2 separate regions of the Oryctolagus cuniculus genome follow, and region 2 is linked to region 1. Evidence: chromatin contacts called from public Hi-C data. All regions are on one chromosome and are shown on one strand. The core of a region is the stretch at or near the end of the contact, and the rest is flanking DNA. Distances in the headings are between cores, read along the strand shown.

What was found. A called contact is a pair of places that touch in the nucleus more often than the background predicts.
Region 2: a Hi-C map of an unstated tissue shows a contact between it and region 1, with 2.7 times the contacts expected there. The contact joins the enhancer-like site here to the promoter of C6H5orf47 in region 1. A contact is called at or near these places in 2 of 6 Hi-C or Micro-C datasets (ear pinna and an unstated tissue).

What each region holds. Positions count from the first base shown.
Region 1 is chr6:60,418,090-60,422,831 of mOryCun1.1, reverse strand. It overlaps C6H5orf47 (chromosome 6 C5orf47 homolog), which reads right to left and starts at 2,556. Exons shown (of 7, transcript XR_011389906.1): 1 at 2,198-2,556.
Region 2 is chr6:60,730,585-60,735,326 of mOryCun1.1, reverse strand. No RefSeq gene overlaps it. Among named protein-coding and RNA genes, the nearest start is that of NSG2, 260 kb to the right of the region's middle. Within about 2 kb of position 2,531, at least 1 of the 8 cell types and tissues checked has an H3K27ac peak or open chromatin away from gene starts, as enhancers often do.

The sequences.
Region 1 (4,742 bases), core at 1,307-3,806:
TCCAAAATATCTAACCAAATTATTAGCAAACAAAGCCCAACAACATATTAAAAATAGTATATCAAGAATGCAATGTTGACCTGATACCAGGAAATTCATTTATATCATATTACATATTAATACATCTGAGGAAAAAATAGGATCATCTTCATAGAGCTGAGAAAGCTTGTGACAAAATTCAACACTGGCTCATGACGAAAAAATAAATAATTTTAATATTGAGGAATTTTTTTAATAGTTCAAATAAATACATGTTTTGGTTCCAAAGCCAATATGTTATTTAATAGGGCAACAGTAGAGGCATTTCCACTAAAATCAAGAAGAACAAAGTAAGGATGTCCACTATCTCCAATACTGTTCATTCTTGTACTCATCATTATCTAACACAATTATGTAAAATAAATCTATTGTAGACCTAAGAATGGATAAAGAGAAATAAAATGATCTTTTATAAATAAAATGTGCCTGGAAAATTATGAGAATCAAGGATAAAATTCTAATAACAAGATAATTTGGTGAATTTATAGGATCTAAAAGTAACACATGAAACTCAATAGGCCAAGTGACAGAATTTACAAAAGCCTGCACATTGGATAATTCCATTTAAATGAAATCTTCAAAGAAAGAAAATCTATGGAGACACAAAGTAGGCAAGTGCTAGTTCAGGGCTGGAATTTGGGGTTAGTGGAAGTGAGAGGGAATGGTGCATGACTGCTAAATCAGTACAGGATTCTAAAATAGATTACAGTGATGGCTACACAATTCTGTGAATAGGCAAAAACTACAAAATTGTGTCCTTTAAGTGGTTGAACTGCATGCATTGTGAATGATATCTCAGTTAACCTGTTTAAAAAAAATGGTGCAAGTAGAGGAAAGGGCTCTCAAAGAGAGTCAAGAGCCCCTAAGGTGAGGGGAATGCTCCACATCACGACGTGCGGGTAGTGACTAGAACATGTAAATCTGTCAAGCATTCTCAAAACATACATATTTTTTCAGATTTATTTGAAAGGCGGAGTAACAGAGCAAGAGAGTGTAGGGAGCAGCGAGAAAGACAAAGACAGAGCTCTTCCATTTGCTGGTTCACTCATCACATGGCCCCAGGCTGCAGCCAGGAGCCACTAACTCCTGCGGGGTCTCTCACCTGGGGGACAGAGAGCCAAGCACTTGGCACCTTAACAGGAAGCTGGATGGGAAGTGGAGTGGCAGGGACTCTACATTATAGGCAGTAGCTTAACCAGCTGCACATTGTAATCTTTTTTTTTTTTTTTTTAAGATTTATTTATTTGAAAGAAGAGTTACAGAGAGAGAGACAGAGAGAGAGAGAGAATTGGTCTTCCATCCACTGGTTCACTCCCCAAATGGCTGCAACAGCCAGAGCTGAGTAGATCCAAAGCCAGGAGCCAGGAGCATCTTCCAGGTCTCCCAAGAGGGTGCAGGGACCCAAGGTTGGGCCACCTTCCACTGCTTTTCCAGGCCATAGCAGAGAGCCAGAGCAGAAGTGGAGCAGCCCGGACTTGAACCAGTGCTCCTATGGGATGTTGGTGCTGCAGGCCAGGGCTTTAACCCACCGCACTACAGTGCAGGCCCCGTGCACAATGTAATCTTAAACAAAACTGATTTTAACTTATTCATCTTTTTGAGCAACACGCTTTCCGTACACAGAGGGCATCACGGACCAGGAACCCTTATGGACAACAGCAAAAATAGATCAAATTCATAGAAATAAACTTAGTAATCTGGTAAACTCTATAAGGAGACAAGTCTTCCTGAAAGCCTTCCTGAATGACACCAAAGCAGACAGGAGAAGTGGAAAGGCACTGGCTGCTTTCACACGGGCTGACAACGCCCTGCGCATGCCAGTCGCCCCTGCTGAACAATTTCAAAGGAGCCAAGAGCAGCCAGGGCCTCAAAACCCTGGCGGCCCTCAGTGGCTTCCGCTCCATCACGTCGCCTTGCAGGACCCTCGTCTCTACCGCGGCCGCCATTTTGCAGAGCAGCCTTGCAAGTGAATTAAGGGCTTTTCCGGCCACCCCCAGCCTACGGCCTCCTCACAGACGGACGGGCAGCCTCGGCCTGGCCGGCTGACCAGACCGACCGCTCACCCGCGGCCTGAGAAGCCACCGACACCAGGGCCGCCCTGGGCCCTCAGACGCCGGGACAAGGTGGCCGCCCCGCCCCGCCCCGGCGCCCCGGCCACCTGCACGCGCCGGCGGCCCGCGGCTCCTCCGCACTCGCAGCGCCGGCCCCTGGGAGGAGGTGGAGGCCTCAGCGCCCAGGCCCGGGGCCGCTGGGGCCGCCACCGCGGCTTCCGGTGGCAGCGGCTCCTCCTCGTTGTTGTCGTGTGCCTCCAGCCCCGGGCACGAAACCCCCTGAGACTGGCGGCCGCCCAGCTGCAAGACGCTGCCACACTGGTGCGAGCCGAAGCGGGTCACACAGACGAAGCGCGCCCGCCCCTGGCCCTGCTTCTGCCTCTGGTCTTTTGCCGCCATTGTGGGTTCTGTCACGCAGCCACCACTGTGGCCCTCAGCAACCAGCGGCCAAGGAGGGGGTGGGAGGGCTGGACCATTTTGGGGCGGGGGGGGCGCTGCTATGTGTTGGAGTGAGACCACTGCGCGCATAGGGGGGTGCTGAGCTGATTGAGTGGGCGGCAAGGGGGGCTGCTGTGAGCTGGGGGCAGTGCGGTGCGGACCGAGAGGTACCACCAGGGTCCCACCTTGGAAATGGTGCCAAGGGCTAGAGCGGGCCACCGTGCGGGCAGGCAGGGACGTGGGGATGGGCGAGGAAGGAGGACAGGAGAGGGACCAGGGAGCCCGCCGCTCTGTGGCGTCTGGGGAGGTGGGAGGCTGAAGCGAGAGGGAGGGTAGAGGGAGCAAGAAGATGCTTGATGCTTGGTTGAGAAGGAACGCAGATCTGTTAAGTGATGCGGAAGTTTGGGGTCCAGTATACTATACTTGCCGATTAGGTCAAAGCTGCGTCATGCCGTATTGACACCTCTGAAGGCATGTATCCTTACTGAGTGTTTTGGTCTCTTCATGCTGTCAGTTAAATGATGTCAGCATGTCCCATCAGTTACTGAGGGGAGTGTACTAAAAATCTTCCACTACAGCTGTGAATTGCTTCATTTCTCTGAATTTGCTTTATATGCCTTTAACATCTGCTAGATGCTTACATATTTTGAATTGTTATATATTCTGGTAATTCGACACGTTCATCTTTTAAAATTTATTTACTTGCAAATCAGAAAAAAAGAGAGAGAATCTTTCATCTGCTAGTTCACTCCCCAGATTGCTGCAATGCCCGGGATTGGGCTAGGCCAAAGCCAGGAGCCAGGAGCTTCTTCCAGGTCTCCCATGTAGGTAGCAGGGGCCCAAGGACTTGGGCCATCTTCTGCTGCTTTTCGCAGGCCATAGCAGAGAGCTGGATCCATAGTAGCGCATCTAGGACATGAAATGGCATCCAAATGGGATGCCAGGGTTGGCAGGCAGCGGCTTTGCTTGTTTGCCACAACACTGGCCCTGACCCTTTTATCTTTAAGAAATGCTTCTTATGGTCGGTGCCGAGGCTCAATAGGCTAATCCTCTGCCTGTGGCGCGGGCACACCGGGTTCTAGTTCCGGTCAGGGCGCCGGATTCTGTCCCGGTTGCTGCTCTTCCTGTCCAGCTCTCTGCTGTGGCCCGGGAAGGCAGTGGAGGATGGCCCAAGTGCTTGGGCCCTGCACCCGTATGGGAGACCAGGAGAGGCACTTGGCTCCTGTCTTCGGATCAGCCCAGTGCGCTGGCCGCAGCAGCCATTGGGGGGTGAACCAATGGAAAAGGAAGACCTTTCTCTATCTCTCTCTCTCTCATTGTCTAACTCTGCCTGTCAAAAAATAAAAAAATAAAATAAAAAAAGAAATGTTTCTTATCTCTAGTGATGTTTCCTGCATGTGTTTTTGTGGTTGGTGTTTTACGGTCTGTTTTTTTCATTCTTTTACTTTTGAGTCTTTTTTCATCCTTGGTGTATAAGCAGCAATTGGATATTTTGGAATTCTAAAGTATATTTTAAGCACCATGATATATTAATATTATTTTATTGTCAATGTACATTTGAGGGGTTGGCACTGTGGCATAGCCAGTAAAGCCACCACCTGCAGATCCGGCGTCCAATATGGGAGCTGGTTCCAGTCCTGGCTACTCCACTTCCAATCCCGCTCTCTGCTGAGAAAGCAGTACAGGATGGCCCAAGTCCTTGGGACCCTACACCTGTGTGAGAGACCCGGAAGTAGCTCCAGGCTCCTGGCTTCAGATCAGCCCAGCTGTGGCCATTGCGGCCATTTGGGGAGTGAACCAGCAGATGGAAGACCTTTCTCTCTCTGACTCTGCCTCTTTGTAACTCTGCCTTTCAAATAAATAAATAAATCTTAGAAAAATGTACATTTGGATTCACTGATACATTTACCCTTTCCATTGCATTCATTTTTAGATATCCATGTTTCCAAGTAGGATCATTTTGCCTCTGCCTCAAGAGCAATCTTTAGTTTTTATTTAGTTTGGTTCTACTGGTGATGAATTCTCTTAGTTTTAATCCAATATGTGTTTTTAAACCTTTCCAATTTTATTTATCAGAGAGGCAGGGAAACAAAGAGCTCCCATCCTCTGGTTCACTATCCAGATACCTTCAACATCCAGGGCTGGACCAGGCCCAAAGCTAGGAGCCAGGACCACAATCCAGGTCTCCCACACGAGTGGCAGGAGCCCAGTTAT
Region 2 (4,742 bases), core at 1,282-3,781, 310 kb before region 1:
GATGGCCCCAGAAAAGGGCAGGTGTGCCCCGGGCTGCAGCACCGCACCGACGCCCAGGGCAGTGAGGGGCGGGGACGCCATGCCTTGTGTGCCCAGCTCGCCTGCCTGTCCGCACACTCAGATCTCAGCTCGCAAAGCCCTGTGAGTGGATTTCTTCAAGGAGTTGTAACTAAGGCAGGGATGAGACAAAGACCGCGTGCGCTGCTGCGGGAGCTGGTGTGTGGATGAGGCCGGGGGAACCGCGAGGGACCGACTGCAAGAAAGCCGCAGTCCGTGTGCATCTGAGGTCAGCATGCTCAGGCGCACGCTGCGTGTCCCGCCCACGTGTACACACTGGGCAGCTGAGGCTCCGGGCGGACCCGGAGGAGCCGGGCTGGCACTGGGACCTCGGTCCTCCTGGCTCTTGGTCACCCCCGACCTGGAATCCCTAAGCTTCCAGGACCTGCATCCCGCAAAGCCTCCTCGCCAGGAGCTGCCGCGGCGAAACAAAGGGGCCGCTCTAGCCGTCGTGCGGGGAGCATCCTGGCCACCAGGGGGCAGCGTGCGCCCTTGCCGACGCCTCCGTCCCGCACCTGCTGACGCCGGCGCCACTCCTCTTGGCCCACGCGCCCCGCGCACCCCGGCGCCCCAGTGGCTCCTGCCTGCCTCCGGGGCACCTCGCTGCTTCCGACCTCCCTTGCCGCCTCTCGGATGCGAGAACTGAATGCCTTTTCCTCTTTCAGGGCCCAGCTCGGCGCTCTGTTCACGGAGGCTTCCTGCGTCGCCCACCCCCACCGACAGGTGCATCCTCCCCGCCCACGAGGCTCCCCAGCCCCCAGCCAGCCCGCGCCTCCATCAGCCCCACTCTCGGCCGGAAAGCAGTGTCCAGAGTCAAGGGCAGCGCCAGCGTGGATTCGAGTGTCCGCACGCTGTCCAGACGCATCCCGGAAAACCTGCACAAATGTGGGGGGCTGCAGCCCTCCAACCCCCACCCCCGGGCTGGGAAGCAGCCAGGGCCTGGGGCTGTCCCGTGCTAACAGCAGGGGGATGCCTTTGGATCTTTCTCCAGCTCCTGGCTGGACCACGCCTAGGTCTCTGCAGGCCCAGCTGGCCACCCGCTGCTTCCCAGAGCTGCCCCTGCGGTGTGCGGTGTCCAAAATAATAGATTTTCAACAAAACGTCTTGAATGAATGAAAACCGCAAACATCCTTCGGGAAGAACGCAGTAGCATCGCCATCGCCATCCCCGTGTTCCCGGTGGGGGCTGCAGGGCAAGAAGGGAGAGCTGGTGTTCCAAGAAGGGACGGTTCTTTCCGTTTTCATTTGCTGTCTGTAGCAGGGAGGCCTCCCTGCCTGGGAAGCTGTGCTCCTGCAGATGGAGGTGTTGAGTGGGTCAGGGGCCCCGCCCCCCAGTCCTGCGGGAGAGCGGAGGCTGGGCGGGGCCAGAGGCCAAAGCGCAGGAGACAGGCGAACAGCACCCGTTGGGCCTGCAGCCACCTGTGCCTGCCTCCAGGCTGTGTCCCAGGCACCATCCACAACCCCTGGCCAGCCAGGGCCCTGCGTGGTCAGGCCGTCCCCTGGGGTGGCTTGGCTTATTGACCCCTGTGTCACTCTTTGGTCTGATTTCCTGTAGGACCGCGCTGTCTCCCACTCATCCATGGTCTTCACGCCAGGACACAGGGCTCCTGCTTGTCCCTCGGGGCTGGGCCACTCTCTCCCTCCTGGCTGATCTGAGCCACTGCTCCAGTGAGGGCCCCGCCCCAGCCTGCATCCCTCGCTTCTTCGGTTGCTGCTTCCCTTCTGCCTTCTTTGTGCTCCCCCTGCTCCACGGGGCCACCCCAAGGAGGAGGAGGAGCAGGGAGAGGAGCCGGAAGAGCTGGAAAAAGCAGGGGCTGGATCGGAGCTTCCCCGGGCTTGGTCTTGTGACTCTCTGCCACCAACGTGGCACTGGCCCTGGCCCTTGGGCACCAGAGGTGGAACGGAGCCTGCTGCTCCTTGCTTACTTCTCTTTCCCCCATGGGCCCCAGATCCAGTGGGCGAGTCCTCTCGCAATAGTGGGTGCCACGCGAGATTTCCTGGCACAGCTGGAGGTGGAGAGAGACCACGCCCTTGACAGCTCCCCTTTGCTCCGTGTGCAGAGTAGACTCCAAGGGCAGCTGCAGTGGGGCCTGGTCCTTCGGGCATGACATCCCCTCCCCATCCTGGTGAACTACCACCATCTCTCCCACTTCCACCCAGGCGGGCCCCAGCCTCTCCAGGAGTCTATCCAAGTATATTTCCATGAAACTCGGTGTCCATGTATTGCAAACAGGAACTATACAAGAGCTTACAGGTCTGGAATCCCATGAATGTCTATGGCAACTACTTGGCATGCATTAATAACAGAAACAAATGACCAAGGGAGTTGACGTTGTGAAACATCTTGCCGTGGGAACTACACAGAGATGAAGACGCTGGAAAGAAGTGGACTTGGAGAACAGTATTTACAGCGCTGTTGCGAGCCGTGCTCAGTGAGCCAATAGCACAGTTGGAACTGGACCAAATGGAGCAGAGGGCCAGCTGCGGCTGAAATGCCTGGGCACTGTGCAGGCTGCCTGGGTCACGGTGCCCTCCTCCTGCTAACGGAGTGATCAAAATAATAATACATGCTACAGGCAAATAATCAGTGAGACGGAGCCCGCCATGGCTGTGCTAACTGCACCTGGGGGTGTGGTAGGTGGACTTGGGTGGCCAATAAGCTGGTTGTGGAGTCCTGGTGGGTACTCCAGGGCTGCTGTGGCACCTGCCTGCACCGTCCTGTTGGGACAGGTCAGGGTTGCCTTGTCTGTCTGGCCCATCCCTGTTTATAAGAAAAAGTCATGGAGGGGGTGCACCCTTGGCCTTGGCTCCCAGTGGGTGGAGCCAAGGGGCTGCCCACCAGGTCTCCACAGCTACCAAGGCTGCACGCTGATCCCAGGCTGAGCAGAGGTGAATCCTGGCAACCCTCAGTGTGTGCATGAGTCACTCCTCCAGCCTCGGGGGACCGTCGGAGGCTGGCAGCGCTGCCGGCCTGCCATTTACGATGTTCAGGGCCTGAGGGTGCTGGAGGCAGAGCCGTGAGATGTCTAGGTGAGTCGTGGTCCTCACTCCCTCTGCACACTTGCGCCAACCTCACAGTGAATGCCAGGCCCTGGGCTCAGAGCCCCAGGAGTTGACCTTAGGGGAGGGAAAAGTATTGTATTCAAACGTAGATCTGCCTCTTCCTAGCTATGTGCTGTTGGGGGAAACTATTTGACTTCTCTGGGCACTTTGCCCCAGGAGCAGCCAGAGCCTTGGTAGCCTAGCACGCACGGGGGTCTAAGCACGTTTCTCAGCTGCACCTGCAGGAGCCTGCGGCTTCCCTTCCTGTGAGGAGCAGCACTCCTCTTCTCGTGTGTTCATCTCCCCTAAGATACAAGACACCCACCTCTCTTTGCTTGGGGAGCCCCAATTTTGAACATGATCCCCAGGCTCTCCTTGTCTACTGCAGATAATTACTTACTTATTTCATCTCTAGTAGATACAAAGTAGAAATGCGCTGGAGACCAAACCAGGGGTCTCCCTTAATCTGGAGGGTAGAGATAGTGGCAGAGACAGGTCTTTGATGCTGGCCACTGAACTTGAACTTGGAATCTATCTTGGGAGCCACGAGGGTTTGCAGAGAAAAGTTCAGATGTCCATGCCGGGAAAGATCCATGGGAGGGGTGAGTCTGGATGCAGAGGGACTGAGAGAGGTGGGCACAGGGTGATGTGCAGGTGTCGGCCAGGGCTGTAGGGGAAGCCACCGTCTCTGCTAATGTTCTCAACTGTATTTGGTCTCACCATTGAGGACCTGCGTGCCCCGGCTCCTGGAGCGTACCCATGACAGCCACTCAGGGAATGAGCTCCAGAGCAAAAAGCTCCCACCTTGGGGCAGTGGGGAGCGCTGTGAGCACACTCACATTCACCGTGAGCTGCTTGGGACAGCAAGGCCACACAGGAAAGTGCTGCAGAGGTCAGGGCCAAGTTCATTGCTGCACTGAATGCCCACTTCCACTTACATGTCAGCTTCCCATCGTCTCCCTTCCTACGAGGCATGTGCCAGTGCGCCCAACCCCTAGGCCACCTGTGCCCCAAGTCGAGGTCTGGCTTTGTGGCAGCTGCAGCCGCTTCTTCTTGTAGATTCATGGACTCAGCACTTCCCCAAGCTCAGTACCGGCACCATGGCCGGTCACTTCCACTCCCATTTGCAGGCTGTTTTTAAGTTGACTCATCTCTTATCCTTGGCACCATCCCAAGTGAAACAATGAGTTTGATAAGCAAATTGGGTTTTTTTTGTTTCTGATGCACATTAAGAGAAGAGCATCTTTGTTAAAACTCAAACATTTGTTGGAATGCAAAAGCAGTTTCCTGCCCGCGCAAGCAACCACAAGGGAGCTCCCTTCCAGTAGGGTCAAGTTCACGGCAGGATCCACTCTCCTCCACCCATGTTCTCGCTGCAGACTCGGCCCTCAGAACCCAGCCAGGGGAGGGGATGCTGAAGAGAGCAGTTGGAAGACACTGTCAGGGCTCCCGGGCATCACTGTCATCTCTTGGTTTCCGAAAAAATGAAATTTACAGGGGCAGGCATTGTGGCGCAGCTGAGTGAGCCACCACTTGGAATGCCTGGATTCTACATCAAGGTGCCTGGGTTCAAGTCCCACCTCTGCTTCTGATCCAGCTTCCTGCTGAAGTGCACCCTGGGAGGCAGTAAGTGACGGCTCAAGT